Linked DNA regions of Mus musculus: region 1 is linked to region 2. Evidence: chromatin contacts called from public Hi-C data. All regions are on one chromosome and are shown on one strand. The core of a region is the stretch at or near the end of the contact, and the rest is flanking DNA. Distances in the headings are between cores, read along the strand shown.

What was found. A called contact is a pair of places that touch in the nucleus more often than the background predicts.
Region 1: a contact with region 2 is called in a Hi-C map of cerebral cortex, with 2.1 times the contacts expected there. The contact joins two enhancer-like sites. A contact is called at or near these places in 3 of 484 Hi-C or Micro-C datasets (cerebral cortex and cortical neurons).

What each region holds. Positions count from the first base shown.
Region 1 is chr9:28,224,988-28,227,687 of GRCm38.p6, reverse strand. The region is part of intron 1 of Opcml (opioid binding protein/cell adhesion molecule-like); the gene reads right to left. Among named protein-coding and RNA genes, the nearest start is that of Gm39313, 170 kb to the left of the region's middle. Within about 2 kb of position 1,252, at least 10 of the 459 cell types and tissues checked have an H3K27ac peak or open chromatin away from gene starts, as enhancers often do. A contact at or near this core is called in cerebral cortex and cortical neurons, where this site is marked.
Region 2 is chr9:27,507,933-27,510,720 of GRCm38.p6, reverse strand. No RefSeq gene overlaps it. Among named protein-coding and RNA genes, the nearest start is that of Gm30791, 9.6 kb to the left of the region's middle. Within about 2 kb of position 1,345, at least 6 of the 459 cell types and tissues checked have an H3K27ac peak or open chromatin away from gene starts, as enhancers often do. A contact at or near this core is called in cerebral cortex and cortical neurons, where this site is marked.

The sequences.
Region 1 (2,700 bases), core at 3-2,502, 720 kb before region 2:
GTGTGTGTGTGTGTGTGTGTGTGTGTGTGTTGCAGATAGAAACCTTGACATCTCTCTAAATCAGACAAATTGATGGCCATAGAGGATGAACCAGTAGAGGGTAGAGTATTGCTCAGAGCTCACAGTGGAGATCCAGCACATCCTTGGGTAGTTGAGAAAAAGCTGAGCAGAAGCTGCTGAGGAAATGGCCTGTTGGATTATCGTCATAATTTCTCATATTTTAGTGCACAAGTAAGATCTTAATGAGAATAATTTTGATATTTCAAATTAGCAATAAAGCCACATTGTTGTTATATTTAAACGGCAATTTGTGGTTTTCTAAATTAAGCAGGCATTTTAAACATATATCAATCTAGTCTTATTATAGGATCACTGGAGCTCTGTGCACTGAACAACCTTTACACATCATCTGGAACACTTAAACAGAGGGGGAGACTGCTATCACCAAAAATCTACACGGCACATTCAGATTGGTTAAAAAATAAAATCTCAAGTCTCCCTCCATCTTAAAAATTGTTCTCTCTATATTAGAAAGCCTCTGGAAGACTAAGAGACTCAACAATGGTTTGCATTCACTTTTCTGGTTTGTGGCAGATTTTGTGAGAGTTGGATCAAAGGAGGGACAGACATGGAGGTACGGATTTGAATAACAGAAAATCTAAGTGGAAAACAGCAAGGTAAAGATGTTTTCTTCAACAGTAGAGCATTATATTGGAGTAGATATTTTTCACTTTGTATTGTTCCACACAGTGTTCCTTCATAAGACTTTACATGTTGCCATGTTAAAATGAATTTCATTGTGTTCCAATCAATGAATCTCCCTGCTTGCTATCACCTACAGACCTGCCTACCAGCCACAGTCTTGGCTATCCCCCAGTGCCGGGCTGTCATGACGTAAGTTAAAGTCGCTGGTGTCTGTCCAAGTGTTCATTTGAGGTAGCTGGGAAATGTCACCTACCCCCGGATAATTTAAAAATTCCTCACTCTCTCTTTCTCCCCATGCTCTGAAATTACCTCCAGCTTATTTGTCTGGCTAGAGGTTAATGGAACACTAATGATGTTAATGAGCCTTTCACGGGGAAAGTTTTTTCAAGAAAGAGATATAATAGCTGTTTTCCTTCCCTTTTAATCTTTTTCATCATTTAAGAGTTACAGGCTGAGACAATTAGCAAGTTGCACAGAGCTTGGTCTCCCTGCTCAGTCACAGCCCAGTGGGGCAAAAAGCGGGCGCTGATTAGAGAGCTTCTCCTGTCCACAGGTGAGAGAGTGTGGATGGATGGAACATGCCGCTTCCTGCCAGAAGGCACAGTGCTATTCAGGGAGAAAGGGGGAAATTAACAATCTGTTCACGAAGCTCCTCTGTGGCAGATTGACTGAGTGCAGGCGTTACCCAGAATGCAGAAGAACTACCACCACTTGACCCTCCTTCCCTCCATGAGATGGAGATTAGGGAGAAGAGCTGCGAACCTCATAGAGTTTGGAGTCTGATCACCCAAGCATCCAAATATTTAGTTACTTAAAGAGAATTCACTCTACACTCATAGGATTCCAGAGAAAGATGAAGGATTTTTATACGACAAGTTAGTTAGCAATATTTCCCAATTTCTTGGGCATCCTTCCATTCTGTGATGTTTTGGCATGCTGCCTCTTTACGCTTTGAAAGTATACATAGATGCATATGGTAATTAAAACAAGAACTCATAGTGCTGCTGAAATGGAAAAACATTGAAAGTAAAACATGTCCAAGATTTGAGCCAATCTAGATTGTGACTCAGCTGGCATTCCTTTTTATTTTTGGTGAAAAGGCCCAAAATGCCTTCAGCAAATGCCTTAAGAAAACCAGGGCACTCACTCAAGGGGAAGAACTCCGAGAGCAGCATTTCTCTTTTCTCAGATTGTTGATTTCTTTTGTCTCCAAAAGTGGATTTTAATTAAATGAATCATGATTCATAATCAAGGTATAGAGAAAAATACTAAACGCTCAAATCAAAATCAGGAATTGTGGGCACAATTCTCCTAGAAAGGTCATTCTCTGTCAGAACCCAACCATTAATGCCAGCTAACCCAAGGTGTAACACAAAGCAAGATATTAATAGGCCAACATAATTTTGAACAAATTACAGGTTATAGATGTAAAATGGGTTGCTGGGCCCATTAAGAATTTTCTATGTATCTTTAAACTTTATGGTTCTGACAAAGGCCTGGGAAGTCAAAAATCAACCAAAGGTTTGTGGCCAACCTACACTGTGCAGCCCATCTACTTGTGCTTTGGAGAGGTGATGATGGTCCAGATGGAACAGGAAGTGTAGGGCTGTAAATGCAGAGTTAAATGCATGCCTGGAGTAAATAAGATTTAACCACTCATGGTGCGGCATGAAGTACAAGGCTCAAGGGAGAGAAGCGGTTATTCAGATGAAGCTTAGTGGCTAACAAAGGGCATTGCTGAGGAGGCTGTAAAATATAAGTAATGTTAAGATAACAAAACGATATGCAGAGCGGATGTCTACAAGCAGGAGGCAAAGAAAAGATAGGGTTTCAGGATATCCACCAGTGATCCACAGAAATCAGAGCCACTCTGAGTGCCATCGAACATATGGACAGAAATCAGATGAAACTCACCAAAGATAAAAGGCTTGACTTAGATTTATTTGCCCAAATTCAGAAAAAGGTTTAACAAAGGATGGTTAAAAAAAAATGAAT
Region 2 (2,788 bases), core at 96-2,595:
GCATTATATTGGCTAGTGTTTGTCACCTTGACACAAACTAACGTCATTTGGGGAAATGGAACCAAATCAGATAATTGCCTGGACCAATTGACCTATGGCGTATGCAGGGAAACATTGTCTTAATTGCTAATTAACATAGGAGGTCCCTGGTCACTGAGGGCAGTGATCTTCCTAGGCAGACTCATCTGGGCTTTGCATGAAAAGGAGTTGTCCTCATGGAGAACAAGCCAGTAAGTAATTTTCCCCCATGGTCTCTGCTTCAGCCCCTGTCTCCAGGTTTCCTGGTTTCCTTTGGTGATGAACTGTAACCTGTAAGACAATAAAGCCCTGATCCCCCAATTTGGTTTTGCTCCATGTATTATCATAGTAACTAAGGTTCTTAAGCCTTTGGTTTTCTGAGCCAGGCTTCCAGCATCCCCATGTCTCTAGCTCACAGATACCCTGTCATGGGACTTAGCCATCATAATCATGTGAGCCACATCCCTCAATAAATTGCTTCTCATATATCTATAAACATATATCACCCATCTGTCTCTGAGGAGTCCTGATTGATATACTGGTGGTCATCGTTTGAAAGAGTCATGACTACTCTGGTTCCCTTCAATCGATGGAAAGGTCAGACAGGTTCAACCAATGTGAGAGAGGACTGAAGGTAGAGGCGGGGAGACCAACAGGGAAGAAGCGCAGGTTCTTCTGAGACAGGAGTTCTCTAGCTGAAGACTTTATTCCAGGCGGCAGTTCAACCACTTCATAGAAGTTGACCTACTTAGTTCCCGTGAGAACAGCTGGGAAGGGATTCGCAGACAAGAATGCTGAACAGGGCTCAGAGCGCTGGAGTGGCTGACAAAGCAACAGAGCCATTGCGGTGAATTGCACTTGAGCTCAGGTCTCTATGAAACACCAAGTTCTGAAACCCAAACCATATTTATGGCAATCAAACGGCCTCACTCTTCCTCTTGGTGAGAATACAACTTAACCGTTAGAAAATGGCCTAAAATACAGAATTACAGAGCCTCTAAGATGTCACTCTAAGCCAACTCTTTCTGCCATTATATTAAGCCAACTCTTTCTGCCATTATAGAAAGTTAAAATATAATGGGCAAAAGTTTGGTTTCTCATTCTCTCTCTCTCTCTCTCTCTCTCTCTCTCTCTCTCTCTCTCTCTCTCTGTCTCTCTCTCTCTCTCTCTTTCTCCCCCCTCTGTTCTTCCCTCCTGTAGTGAGTGAAGTCACTCCATTTTTGCCAACTCATTTCCCCCCCCCACCCCCACCTCTTCACTCTCTTGCCTTCTGATCTTCAGCAATGTATTCATGTATTCATTTAAAAGTTCTGTCTCTGCTAAAGCCGGTGCCGCTTGTAATTGCTGGCGGCCAAAAGCTGTTCTGTTTTTTCTGGCTGAGAGTACTAGGCAATCATCAGCTGTAATTATTTCGAGTCTTGTTACAGATGGAACTTCGAGGTTTTCAGTCTTAAACAGAATTCATTATTCAAATGTCTCCAGAATTGACAGGAAGGGGTTCAGGGCAAGGCTTTGGTGAACTTAGGAACTATAGAAGGTCCAGAAGAGAAGGGCTGTCTGCTTCGTCAGGCATCCTGGTGGCTACATGGAACCTCACATGCTCCTGTCATCATCTCAGCCTTGGACTCCAGGTCCTTCCTTTTAAGTTAGCTGTTTCTACACCAGGAATGATGCAGAAACACCACTGACCTTCCCAGCTCCAAACCCACACCACCTTATGTACTTGTAACTCCAAGAGGTACACTGACTTCCTTCATTAGAACCCTTGTACCTTAGCCACGTGCTTCCTGGAAACAGAACTCGGTTGAGAAACTGCATGACCCGAGACCTCTGAGAGAAAAGCAAATCTGTGTACCATCAGCATCCTAGCAACAGATTCCAATCCAACTTGAGACACTTGTAGGAGTGGTTACCTGTTTCCTCCGGAGTGTCCTACAGGCTGTGTGAAGTATTGCTCTCACTCCCCAATCAGCTCTACAGACTTAGGGGGCACACTGCCTTAAGAGTGGATAACGGGGGGCAGAAAGGTCTCTTCTTAGGCTGGCATGCAGCTCAGTGGTACAGTGCTTGCCCAGCATGCATAAGGCCTACAGCGATCCCCCAGGAATGTAAAAGAAAAGTGTTTAAGGTGTCTCTCTGAGACTAGGGTGATGGCTTGTTCACTAAAGAGTTTGCTGAGCAAACATGAAGACCAGAGTTTGTATCCCCTGTGTTCACAAAGGAGGACGAGGAAGGAAAGGGGAGGGAGAGAGAGGGAGGGGAGGAAGAGGGAGGGGAGGAAGAGGGAGGGGAGGGAGAGGAAAAGGAGGAGGAGTGGAGGAGGAGGGGGGAGGAGGAGAAGGAGGAGAACAAAGAAAAGAAAGGAAAGGAGGAATAGAATTGAAGACCCAGAAATGAACCCACACACCTATGGTCACTTGATCTTCGACAAGGGAGCTAAAACCATCCAGTGGAAAAAAGACAGCATTTTCAACAAATGGTGCTGGCACAACTGGTTGTTATCATGTAGAAGAATGCGAATCGACCCATTCCTCTCTCCTTGTACTAAGGTCAAATCTAAATGGATCAAGGAACTCCACATAAAACCAGAGACACTGAAACTTATAGAGGAGAAAGTGGGGAAAAGTCTCGAAGATATGGGCACAGGGAAAAAATTCCTGAATAGAACAGCAATGGCTTGTGCTTTAAGATCGAGGATTGACAAATGGGGCCTCATGAAACAGCAAAGCTTCTGCAAGGCAAAAGACACCGTCAATAAGACAAAAAGGCC